3 separate regions of the Sus scrofa genome follow, and regions 2 and 3 are each linked to region 1. A link is a contact called in public Hi-C and HiChIP or PLAC-seq data. All regions are on one chromosome and are shown on one strand. The core of a region is the stretch at or near the end of the contact, and the rest is flanking DNA. Distances in the headings are between cores, read along the strand shown.

Region 1 (4,413 bases), core at 836-3,335:
GAGAGAGAGAGAGGAGAGAGAGAGAGAGAAGAGGGAGAAGAGAGAGAGAGGAGAGGAGAGAGAGAGAGGAGAGGGAGAAGAGAGAGAGAGAGGGAGAGAGAGAGAGAGAGGAGAGGGAGAGAGGAGAGAGAGAGAGAGGAGAGAGAGAGAGGAGAGAGGAGAGGAGAGAGAGAGAGGAGAGGGAGAAGAGAGAGAGAGAGGGAGAGAGAGAGAGGAGAGGGAGAGAGGAGAGAGAGAGAGAGGAGAGAGAGAGGGAGAGAGAGAGGAGAGAGAGAGAGAAGAGAGAGAGAGGAGAGAGAGAGAGAGGAGAGAGAGAGAGAGAGGAGAGAGAGAGAGGAGAGAGAGAGAGGAGAGAGAGAGAGAGAAGAGAGAGAGAGGAGAGAGAGAGAGGAGAGAGAGAGAGAGAGAGAGGAGAGAGAGAGAGAAGAGAGAGAGAGGAGAGAGAGAGAGGAGAGAGAGAGAGAGAGAGGAGAGAGAGAGAGAGAGAGGAGAGAGAGAGGAGAGAGAGAGAGAGGAGAGAGAGAAGAGAGAGAGAGGAGAGAGAGAGGAGAGAGAGAGGAGAGAGAGAGAGGGGAGAGAGAGAGGAGAGAGAGAGAGAGAGAGGAGAGGGAGAGAGGAGAGAGAGAGAGAAGAGAGAGAGGGAGAGAGAGAGAAGAGAGAGAGAGAGAGAGGAGAGGGAGAGAGGAGAGAGAGAGGGGGAGAGAGAGGAGAGGGAGAAGAGAGAGAGAGAGGAGAGAGAGAGGAGAGGGAGAGAGGAGAGCGGGGGAGAGGGGGGGGGGAGGGGGGAACCCTGCTGCTCACAGGAGCGGGCACGGCCCACAGCAGGTGGTGAGGTGAGGGGGCCCCAGGGGGCCCTCGATGTCCACCCTCTATTCTCCCCCCGGCCCCAGCTTCAAGGGTCAAAGCTGACTCGGCACAGGCACATGGAGCCGGCCCCCGGCTCTGAGCCGGGAGGACCTGCAGCCCCTGCCACTGCCCCTTCGCTTGTGTCTGAGGAGCTGTCTGAGGGCTGGGGTCCCTGGGGAAGTAGGCGGACCGCTCCCCCAGCCTGAGAGAGGCAGCGGGGCTTCGGCGGAGCGGGGGCTGCTTGGGGCTGTCTCTGTCTGAGGCAGGGTCCAGGAAAAGACGGCGACCACGCCGAGAAATTCACGCACACGCCAAACGCAGCCTCGCAAAGCAGGGGGACTGCGAGGCCCAACGTGGCATCAGCCCCAGGGAGCAGCACCCAGGAGCCCGGGCACAGACAGGGCCTCCCAGACGGCGGGTGGAGCTTCGTCCTAGTTTACAGGCCTGCTGAGAACAAGGCCATCGGCTGGCCACCCTGGGAAGACAAGCGCAGCGCTCAGGAGCCGAGGGGCCCCAGGGAGTCCAGCCGAGCAGCTCCCGGGGAGCAGCCTGTCCCCTCCTTGGGCGGGGCAGGGGAGAGAAAGGCCAGGACTGGAACCCGGCCCACCCAGGCCTCACCTGGTACAAGGGAGCGAAGACCCAAATCCCAAAGGAAACCAAAGCACCAACGAAGTGCAAGCCGGGAGGGGAAGGGGAGGGCACGGCCCAGGTGGGCAAGTCCCTAGGCTCCTCTACACTAAGGGCGGGGCCAAGAGCCAGAGAGAGACACGGCCCGCCGGCACGTCTGTCCAAGAGAGGCCCAGGGTGGGTGACAGAGGCCAAAGAGCACCGTCCTAGGAAAGATCTAGAAGCATGGCACTGCCAGACAGTTGCTCAGAGAAGCCCCGTTGGCAGGACAGATCCCTGGGGACACGCAGGCTGAGATGTGCCATTCGACCCTTGACAAAAGCCAGCTCTACACACAGAGGGGCGCCACCCCACCACACCGTACTGACAGGTTTCGAGGGGAATAAAGGAATGGCTACGTTATCTTTAGGCCAGACCGTGTGGCTCTGAACCTGAGAAAGAACGGTCTGGTTTGAAAGAGCCAGGAGGGCTGCCTGTAAGAAGAAAGACGCGGGAGACGGGGAGTACAGGCGAGGAAGATGGCCTGAGGACTGGACGAAGGCCCCTCGCTCGGGGAAGAGCAGACAGCAACCTGTTCTCAGAACCTCTTTCTCCAGGCAGCTCGTCCTCAGGCTCTGAATGGTCAGTGCTGGATGTCTGGGGGGAAGGAATGCCTAAAATAGCTCAGCAGAGGAATACGGGACATGCCAGAGCCAGAGCCTGGAGAAGCCTTGGTGAGAATCCTGTAAACAGTGGCTGCTGGCCGCGGGCAAACCCCTCCACTTCAGCTTCTCCACCTGTGGCGGGGCCAAAACTACCTTGAGGTCAAGAGAGAATAGCTATCGGATGCCAAAATGCACTGTGACGGAAAAATAATGATAGTGGGTTTGCTGCACAAAGAAGCCAGACCGTATCCTTGCGAACACAGCCTTTATTCAGCGCAGATGCCCTGGGCTCATCGCCCCTGGCCGACAGACTCGGGACCAGAGCTGCCACCCACGCCTGTTGCTGGCGGTGGGGGCGTCTTGCTGGCTCGAGGATAGGTGTCCTGATAATTGGGGATTCGAGTGAGTTAAAAGGGCAGGGGCCCGGCATGCCTCTCAGCAACATGAGTGGCGCTAGTGTGCTCAAAGTCAACAGAAGGATATGAAGGACAAAGCTCGTCTCGATGAGATAAATGAGAATAAACCTTGTTCAGGGCTAAGCCGGCTGGACTGAATAAATACCATTAGCACTTGGATTACTGGGACGGTCACAATCAGCAGGCGAGTCAGCTGTCTGTGCAGAGGGATGGCAGCAGCTGCCACTTCGTACATCTTGGAGGTGGGGCTGGGCGGGGGTGCACTGCAGAAAGGGAAGTGATTGCAAGTGCAGAAGCCAAACAGTCTGGGTCAGGGTGACTGGGGCGGGCAACGTGCCAAGGGCCAGAGATCCTCGTTTCGCCAACCAAGCTGAGCAATGGGGGCGGCGGGCGGCAGGGGGAGCTGATCTCAGGGTGCCTTGCTGATCTCTGGAGCCGCCCTCCTCCTTCCCTGGCCCTCAGGCCTGGCTGCGAGACGTTCATGGAAACGTGGGGCCCCTGTTCTAAAGCTGCTGGGAATGTCAAGATGGTGAGGGCGGGGCAGTAAATCAGTGTGGGGTCCTCTGTGACACTCCAGACCGTGACACAGGCACTGCTGGCACCAGGGTGTGTGCACAGACATAGGAAATGCAAGGAGACCCTGCTCGTGCATGGATCAGGATGACGGCGCCGAAAATCAAAATCAGTTTGAGTCGGTGGAAAAGGAGAAAAACGGAAAGGCAGAGCTCCAGGGTGGGAAGTAAGGAGGAGGCTGACTGCTTGGATGGGGGCTGAGCAGACAGGAAGGGAAAGCCTGGGTGCGGGGCTGGGTCATCCAGAGGCCCAGTCCAAACCTAGACGGCAGGCTCGTCCACGGCACACCAGGGACACGCAGGGCCCGTGTTCTCAGGAGGCCTTACGGTGTTTCCAAGTAGGACAATTACGATTTCTCTTGTCTTAGTAGCAGAAGAAAGAACTGCCATTGTTCTGAAGCGCTCTCTGAGAAGATGCTGTGTGGTGGAGAAAGGGGCTCACCTCAGGGCCTATGAGGTCAGCTCCACCTTCTGGGACCCTGCCTGCTGAGGTCATGCAAGCTCACCGTCCTGCCCAGAGAGAGAGTCCTTCGCTGATCACCTGTGAAACCCCAGGCTTTGCCGGCTGTGCACTCCCGAAGGAGGCAGGCTCATTAGGGATCTCTACTCGCCTGCCACCGAGGGCTTAATGGGGCTACGCAATCGAAGAAGCCGTCAAGATAATGGACAGTGACCAACGTAAAAAATAAAAACAGAGTACGTTCACCAAAAGAAAATTAATGCCACATACAACCCTTCCACATGAGAGCAAATTTCCCTGGAGAGACCAAACATCCGGCCCGTAACGAGCTTGATGCCGACTAAGCACAGTGGGTGGGAAGCTCGCGAGGCCCCTGGAGGCACCTATGGACGCCGAGAGAGGAAGGAGCATCACTGGACCCTTCAAATCCCGTCCCTAACTGGCTGCCAGTCACGTAAGCAAATGCAGGACGCCACAGTTCCCAGCGGTGGAGCTCACAAGCCTATCTCCAGACACACACACACACACACACACAGGCGGAGGATGTGCCCACCTCTGGAGAGAGAGAAGGGGCCTCAAGAGGAAAGGCCACCGAAGCCTCTTGCGACATCTGGTAGCTCTCAAACATAGCTCTGCATCGCAGTCACCTGGGGGCAATTTTCTCCCTTAAATCACTTCAGAATGGGCACTTAAAAATTACAGAAAGTCACAAAGAAAAATAACCTACAGAAACGTTTCAAAATAAAAAAGCACTTCCATCAAGAGTCACGGATTATTTACCTTTTACTACGTTCGCCTTTTCATTTTCTATCTCGGTATTTACACATCTTTCCAGAAACATCTGAGAG
Region 2 (4,388 bases), core at 1,680-4,179, 260 kb after region 1:
TTCATTCAAAAGGGGTAATAGATTTAAATGTAAGAACTAAGAATATAAAACTCCCAAAAGAACACTTAAGAGTAAATCTTCACGACTTTGGATCAGGCAAAGCCTTCTTAGGTATGACAACAAAATGGAGAGTGACAGTGGAAAAACAAAAACTAAGTGGGCTTCATCAAAATTAAAAATTTTGTGCTTCAAAGAATATCATCAAGAAATTAAAAAGACAACCCACAGAATGGGAGAGAATGTTTGCAAATCATAAATCCAAGAAGAGACTTAAATCTAGAATATGTAAAGAACACTTACAGCTCAACAATAAAAAGACAAATAACCCAATTCAAAAATGAGCAAAGGGTCTGAATAGACATTCACTAAAGAAGATATGCAAATCGCCACTAAGCACATAAAAAGATGTTTTGTTTTTGTTTTTGCTTTTTAGGGCCGCTCCCTCCAGTCCAATAGGAGCTACAGCTACTGGCCTACAACCAGAGCCACAGCGGATCTGAGCTGCGTCTGCAACCTACACCACAGCTCACAGCAAGGCCGGATCCTTAACCCAATGAGCAAGGCCAGGGATCGAACCCACGACTTCATGGTTCCTAGTCGGATTCATTTCTGCTGCACCACGACAGGAACTCCTTTATCTTTTCTTTTTTTTTCTTTTTTGCTTAAAAAGATGTTCATCGTCATTAGTCACCAGAGAAATGAAAAGGAAAACCACTCGGCTGATGATAATTTTAAAAAGATAGATAATAACAAGTATTGACCAGGATATGGAGAAACTGGAACCCTCGAATACTGCTGGTGAGACTGTAATACGGTACATCCGCTTTGGAAAACTGTCTGGCATTTCTCAAAAGGTTGAACAGAGAGTTGCCCTATGGCCCAGCAATTCCTCTCCTGGATGTACCCATACCCGAGGGAACTGAAAACAGATGTTCACACGCAAATGTGTACATGAATGTTCACGGTAACATTACTCATAACAGCCATAAAGCAGAAGCAATCCAAATTTTCATCAACTCAGAAATGGATAAATACAATGTGGTATTTTATGGTATATCCATATAATATCCACACAGTGGAATATTATTATTCCATTCTGTTAATATTAGTGTGATATTATTCAGCAATAAAAACAAGTGAAGGACTGATAAATGCTACAATATGGATGAACCTTGAGAACTTTATGTTAAGTGAAAGAAGCCAGTCATAGGAGTTCCCACCATGGTGAAGTGGAAACGAATCCGACTAGGAACCATGAGGTTGCAAGTTCGATCCCTGGCCTCACTCAGTGGGTTAAGGATCCAGCGTTGTCAGGAGCTGTGGTGTAGGTTGCAGACGCGGCTCAGAGGCGTTGCTGTGGCTCTGGCGCAGGCTGGCAGCTGTGGCTCTGATTGGACCCCTCGGCTGGGAAACTCCATACGCTGAGGCTGTGGCCCTAAAAAGACAAAAGACAAAAAATAAATACATAAATAAATACATAAATAATAAAAGTAATAATAAAGGTGTTCCCGCTGTGGCTAAATGGAATCAGTGGCACCTTGGGAGCCCTGCGACACAGCTTTGATCCTTCACCCCACACAGTGGGTTAAGGATCCAGTGTTGCTGCAGCTGCAGCTTAGATCCCAACTAGGGCTTAGATCTGATCCCTGGCCCAGGAACTCCATACGCCAAAGGGTGGCAATAAAAGAAAAAAAATAATAAAAAGATTCTTGTAGTTCCCTGGTGGTACAGCAGGTTAAGGATCCAGCGTTGTCACTGCTGTGGCCCAGGTTCAGGCCCCAGGTCCTAGGTTCCCTAGCCTGGGAATTCCTGCATGCTGTGGGGCATGGCCAAAAAGAAAAGAAAATAAAACAAAACAAAAACGACAGACCCTTAACCCGCTGAGTGAGGCCAGGGATCAAACCCGCATCCTCGTGGATACTAGTCGGTTTGTGAACCACTGAGCCACAATGGGAACTCCAAACAAACAAAATGATTTTATTTATTTATGTATTTATGTATTTTTGTCTTTTGTATTTTTAGGGCCACACCCGTGGCACATGGAGGTTCCCAGGCTAGGGTCAAATTGGTCTGCGACCTACAGCACAGCTCATGGGAATGCTGGATCCTTAACCTACTGAGCGAGGCCAGGGATCGAAACTGCATCCTCATGGATACTAGTCAGATTTGTTTCCATTTGCGCTGAGCCACAACACGAACTCTTTTTTTTTTTCCCAAACAAAAAGACTCTTAAAACAAGCTAATAAAAATCCTGAGGGCTTTTCTGACCAAGCTCAGTTCTGGCAACTGCCGACTCTGTGACCTTGGATGAGCTACTTACCCTTGCTCAGCTCAGTTTTCTTCTCCGTAAAACGACCATTAGGTCATTATGAGGATTAAATAAATTGCCATGAAAAGACATCAGGCACACAGGCGGCGAGGGGTGAACGGAAACTATAACGAAGAGTGAGGAAGAGCAGTAACCAGAGAAGGAGAGAAAGAAAAATAGTATTTATGGGCCAAGGCCACATTCGTATGTTTCTGCCTCACCGCTAGACAGACTCTAGAGACATAAAGAGATTCCTGATTCTACAGAGCTGGAAGGCGGAGGGGTCAGGCATCCCTGGGGGGAAAAAAAAAAATCCCAACAAAATGAAGCGAATGCTGTTACAGAGTCATAGACAGGCTTCTCGGGGACAGAAGAAAAGGCTTGAAAAGTGAAGGAGACTTTAAGATTTAGACAGGCAGAAAAGGGACGAGTGGGCCCTTGCCCCTCCCCCACTCTGGGTGCCCAAAAGGAAGTGACACACCTGTCATGGAGAAGAAAACTAGATTGAGCCAAACCAACACAGACAGCGGCAGAGGTCAAAAGAACAATCGTGGGTTGGCTATCCGTGGCCAGGATGGGCAGTGAAGCGGGCACAGCGGATGGAAGATGGCACCTGCCTCCTTGGACATGAGAGAAGTAAGCTGAGCCTGGGGAGCTCCTCCTCTCTCCCCTTGTTCCCAGCTCCTCTCTGCCCCAAGGCTCTGGATCGCCTTCTCCCTCCCACAGCCCTTTTTTGGGCAACAGCCCGATGCCCTGTGGGCAGAGCATAATGCCTCCATCACTCCTCCCTCTAGTGACTCATCCCCAAGACTGAGGGTGGCAGGAAGTGCCAGGCCCCTAGAGCTGCAGCCCCATCCTTATTCTGGCAGCTTAGAGACATCCTCAGTTCTCCCCTCCTCCCCCCCACCCCCGCCACCTCCTCTACTTCCCGCTCTGACTCTTGACATTTCTATGTAAGAAACACCCGACTCCCCCAAAACTCTCATTGACTTTCCATTGCCTCCCCCAGCCCCTCAACTCCGGCCCCCAGGGGCTGCTGGGTAGAAACAGCCTGATCTCTAGGGAAGTGGGCACAACCCAGACCTAGGGGCCCTTTCTTGGAGGAGGTGGCCTGAGAAGCGCTATATCCGCATGGCCAGGCCTTTGAAGGGCATTGCCCATGATGTAGACAGCATTCTGAGCCACACGAAACCACAAAATTATTTTAGCAACATGTTAAGGGCTTCATAGGTTTTCTCATTTATTCTTTACAACAACCCTACGAGGCAGAGACTATTAATCACTGCCATTCTGCAAATGTGAAAAGTGAGGGGACCTAATTTGGAAACAAGCAGACTGGGGTCAAATCCAGGTCTCAGATCTTGGGCTCGCTCTCTTTTTTTTTTTTTTTTTGCTTTTTAGGGCCGCACTCGCGGCATGGAAATTCCCAGGTTAGGGGTCGAATTGGAGCTATAGCTGCCAGCCTACACCACAGCCGCAGCAATGCGGGATCATCCAAGCTGTGTCTGCAACCTACACCACAGCTCACGGCAACGCTGGATCCTTAACCCTCTGAGCAAGGCCAGGGATCGAACCCGCAACCTCACAGTTACTAGTTGGGTTCGTTTCCACTGAGCCACGACGGGAACTCCAGATCTTGGGCTCTGAACCACCAGGCTTTTCTGCCTGTTTAGGGAACAAAGGGGCAGCACAGCCCTCCCCAAGCACAGCCTCTGAGCAACGTAGGGCACATGCAATCCCCAGGCCCTTGATGCAGCTGCCTCGAGGTCTGGCAGAGGCTAAGACTTTAAGATTTGAACAGGTGGAAGAGGGGTGAGAGGATCCTTGTCCCCTCCCCGACTCCAGGTGCCCAAAATGATGTGAAACACACACACACTTGTCACGGAGAAGAAGACGACACCAAGCCAAACCAACACAGGCCGAGACAGAAGTCTAAGATGTCCCTCGGCTTTGACCCTAGCTTCCCTCCTACTCCCCCTGCCTCCGTGGACCTGCCTCACGCGCCACTCCTGAGCAGTGGGAATGCAGAGGGCTACTCCAACGATTCTGTCTCCCTCAGGAGCTTATCTTCCTATTAAAG
Region 3 (3,882 bases), core at 287-2,786, 280 kb after region 1:
CCTGTCTTTTTCTCCACTTTATTTTTATTCTTAGCCCTTACGATTATAAGGCTTATATATATGCATTCTGTAACATAGATAAAAGAATATATTTTACATATTTATCTCATAACTTCTCTCTCCCCCACTAGAATGTAAGCTCCATGAAGGCAAGATATGGTTTTTTTTGGTCACTGCTCCCCAGCACCTGGAATAATGATAAACACATCATCATAGATAGATGTGCAATGCATATTTAGTTGACTGGGAAAAAATAAACGTCATAATTCATCAGGTATATTATGTATATCTTTTAGACCCTATATCATATATCATGTGCCATATTATGATATTACATATATATATATTTAAACACAGTACAAGCCAGTGCAGAGAGTGTAGGGCCATAAATAAAAAGACCTAGCTTTGTTGCTTGCTGGCTACCTATGTTACTATAAGCTAGGCAGGTAACCCTCTGAGCCTCAGTTTTACTCATCTATAAAGTGAGGCTATTATTAACTTCCCTGTCCTATAGCAGAATAGTTGTAGATCTCAAATGATGATGTCACAGCATTTTTAAAAAAATCTAACACGATATAAATGTTTCTGAAATGTGTTCCAAAGACTATGTCCCAGGACATGCTCTGTGGGGAAAAAAATATCAGGAGGTTTGGGAAAAGCGCATTCCAATATTCTAAACACCCCCCCACCACACACACACACACACACACACACTCACGATTCGTTGACATCTGAAAGGCTCTGAAAATCCTGCCTGAAATGCACACCCCCCCCCCCGCCCCGTGCACCTGACTACACTTAGGGAAAGCTCGCTCTCTGCATATACAGAGCATTGCCTTTGTTATCCGCATAACATTGTTATTTTGGATCAAGATGAATTCTAAAAATTTTGGAGCCAAAAATCCCAGTGGGCTAGGCTATGAGAGCCAAGAGCTGCTACGGAGATGGGGGGAGGCGGGCAGGAGAAAATGAAAGGGAGGGGGCACGAGAGAGGAGGAAAGGAAAGCGAGAAGAGGAAAAAGAAGGCAAAGGGTGGTGAAAGGCGGAAAGGACAACTCAAATAACGACCTTGGAAAAGAACTTGGCAGAACAAAGGCAACCGGAAATTTCCTGGGGGGCGGGGGCGGGGGCGGGAAGGCGGGCGTCCTGGTGCCGCCTGCGGAGCCGGGCATCTTCCTTTGAGGGTTGCCCCTGCCCATTTCCGCAGTGGAGCTCAGGCTTCCGTTTCAGTTTCAAAGAACCTCTGATTGAAGAGGCTGCTTTCTTATCAGGGAGGAGGAATCAGGTAAACCAAATCAGCAGCTCCTCAATGTGGGGCTCGGGTTAAGCGCCCGAAATGGCAGCTGCCGCTTTGCCTTTCCTCTCGAGCAACACGCTTTCCTGGCAGCATTCCTCTCCCCGGAGCACGCCTGGCTCCGACAGGGAAGAGGAACCGCGATTCCTCCCGAAAAGATTCCCCAGGCTAAAGGGGACCCGACGAGGTGGGAAGGTTTCTTCTCCACCGGCAGGGATGCCAGCTTGAGCCCAGTCCAAACAGATACTCTTAGGGAAACGCTCGCTGGCATCCTCTCGCGTTCCCAGCCCTCATACGGAGGAAGTCCTTTGGTATACATTATTTCAGTCTTTTTGTATACTTTTTTCTAATTTTTTTTTCACTGCCTTTCATTTATCCCAGAATAAGGGAGTAATCTGTCATAAATTGCATATGTAGGAGTTCCCCTTGCGGCACAGCAGAAACCAATCTGGCCTGTATCCATGAGGATGCAGGTTCCATCCCTGGCCTTGATCGGTGGGTTAAGGATCCAGGGTTGCCATGAACTGATGTATAGGTTGCACACGCAGCTCAGATCCTGCATTGCTGTGGCTGTGGTATAAGCCGGCAGCTGCATGCAGCTCTGATCGACCCCTAGCCTGGAAGCATCCATATGTCTTGGGTGCAGCCCTAAAAAGCAAATAACAAACAAATAAATATAAATAAATTGCATATATAGTGCAACTTCTTGTAACCAGTATAATAATGATCCATTTCTCTGAGCATGTGATTGGTGAATACCCACCAAAGAATTTCATTTTCCACCAAATGAGAGACTGGACTTTTGGTTTTTTTTGTACTTGTGAAATTCAAAGGTGGGTTAATGAGGTGATGGGAAAGGAAGTGACATATATTGAGCACCTGCTGGTCCCTTATATATGCTATCTCTCTCTCTTTTTTTTTGTTTGTTTCTTTTCTTGTTTTGTTTGTTTGTTTGCTTTTTAGGGCTGCACCCATGGCATAAAGAAGGTCCCAGGTTCGGGACTGAATTGGAGCTCCAGCTGCCAGCCACAGCCACAGCCACAGCAATGCCAGATCTGAGCTGCGTCTGCTACCTACACCACAGCTCACAGCAATTCTGGATCTTTAACCCACTGAGTGAGGCCAGGGATCGAAACCAAGTCCTCATGGATACTAGCTGGATTTGTTACTGCTGAGCCACAATGGGAACTCCTACGCTATCTCATTTAATCATCAAAACAACCTAAAATGTAGAGATTACAATTCCCATTTTATAGGTGAGGAAGCTGAGATCCAGAAGTCAAACAGCTAATATGTAAGTGGTGAAGTCAGAATCAGATGCACATCTGACTCTCAAACCCGTGTTCTCTCTATGCCTGGGGTTTGTATAAGTCTTCATTTCCTTGCCTTCCTTATGATATATCTGGTTTATTCTTTTTTTTTTTTTTTTTTTTTTTTTTTTTGTCTTTTTGCCATTTCTTGGGCCACTCCTGCGGCACATGGGGGTTCCTAGGCTAGGGGTCCAATCAGAGCTGTAGCCGCCAGCCTATGCCAGAGCCACAGCAACTCGGAATCCGAGCTGCATCTGCAACCTACACCACAGCTCACGGCAACACCGGATCCTTAACCCACTGAGCAAGGCCAGGGATCGAACCCGCAACCTCATGGTTCCTAGTCGGATTTATTAACCACTGAACCACGACGGGAACTCCATATCTGGTTTATTCTTTAACCCCACGCACATCTAAGATTTGGGCTCTTTTCAAATTCCCATTTACGGCAGGTTAAACTTATCACCAGTAAGGTACTAGTAGCTCCCGCAAAGCTATCCTGTGACTAAAACTGAACTCAATCCATCTGATGTCCACCAGCCTCATCAGACTGTGGTCCCCATAATGGAAAGGACCACACCTGTTTCACAAAGCACTATATTCTCCTAGTGTGGAGCACAAGACCTGCTACTTGGTAGATATTCAATATTTGTTGAATGAATGAATAAATGACAAAAGCAGACAAAAGAATCCATAAAGCAAGATAAGAGAACCTAAGACAAGATGAAAAAGGCCAACATTTATTTTAAAGGAGAAGCAAAGAAGAGGCAAGATAGCTTGGAAGAGAATGAGAGACAGCAAGATAAGAAAACTCAGCACAAACAAGCAAGATAAAAATAGCCCCTTGCCACTGTCCTTTTAAAATTACTTTCTATATTTGAGCCTAAGTGACAAGTGAAATCTCCTCTGTAATTTCCCATGTGTTCAGCTTAATGAATTTCCGGCAAATGGTTCCAGTATTGGAGGACCAATTTGGACACTGTGGGGGTGGGGTTGGTGAGAAAATGAGGGGTATGGAAATAGACTAACTAATTGAGTCTAGAAACCAAATGAAGGGGTGATTGGAGGCATGTGAGGAGGGAGCCAAGTCTTGGAACTTGCTCAACATCTAGAAGGACTGAGAATTAGTCTTGTTCTAGCTGATGTCATCATGATATTTCCCTACATGCTACAGAGGGAGCCCAGAATCCCAGGATGCCTTGCAGCTACTCTTTGTACCACACTGCCTGTCTTCCAAAGAGCTTTGCCTGTTTACATGGAGGGCATTCTATTAACAAT

What was found. A called contact is a pair of places that touch in the nucleus more often than the background predicts. HiChIP or PLAC-seq counts read pairs in DNA pulled down with a chosen protein or histone mark.
Region 2: a contact with region 1 is called in a Hi-C map of skeletal muscle, with 2.9 times the contacts expected there. The contact joins two enhancer-like sites. A contact is called at or near these places in 6 of 47 Hi-C or Micro-C datasets (embryonic fibroblasts, epiblast stem cells, fetal heart ventricle and 2 more) and 1 of 2 datasets of contacts at active chromatin or transcription factors (skeletal muscle).
Region 3: an H3K27ac HiChIP or PLAC-seq map of skeletal muscle shows a contact between it and region 1. The contact joins two enhancer-like sites.

The regions. Positions count from the first base shown.
Region 1 is chr2:140,889,961-140,894,373 of Sscrofa11.1, forward strand. All of the region lies in intron 7 of SIL1 (nucleotide exchange factor SIL1), which reads right to left. Among named protein-coding and RNA genes, the nearest start is that of MIR9820, 50 kb to the right of the region's middle. Within about 2 kb of position 2,086, at least 14 of the 83 cell types and tissues checked have an H3K27ac peak or open chromatin away from gene starts, as enhancers often do. A contact at or near this core is called in skeletal muscle, where this site is marked.
Region 2 is chr2:141,148,767-141,153,154 of Sscrofa11.1, forward strand. No RefSeq gene overlaps it. Among named protein-coding and RNA genes, the nearest start is that of MATR3, 29 kb to the right of the region's middle. Within about 2 kb of position 2,930, at least 4 of the 83 cell types and tissues checked have an H3K27ac peak or open chromatin away from gene starts, as enhancers often do. A contact at or near this core is called in skeletal muscle, where this site is marked.
Region 3 is chr2:141,167,750-141,171,631 of Sscrofa11.1, forward strand. No RefSeq gene overlaps it. Among named protein-coding and RNA genes, the nearest start is that of MATR3, 9.8 kb to the right of the region's middle. Within about 2 kb of position 1,537, at least 22 of the 83 cell types and tissues checked have an H3K27ac peak or open chromatin away from gene starts, as enhancers often do. A contact at or near this core is called in skeletal muscle, where this site is marked.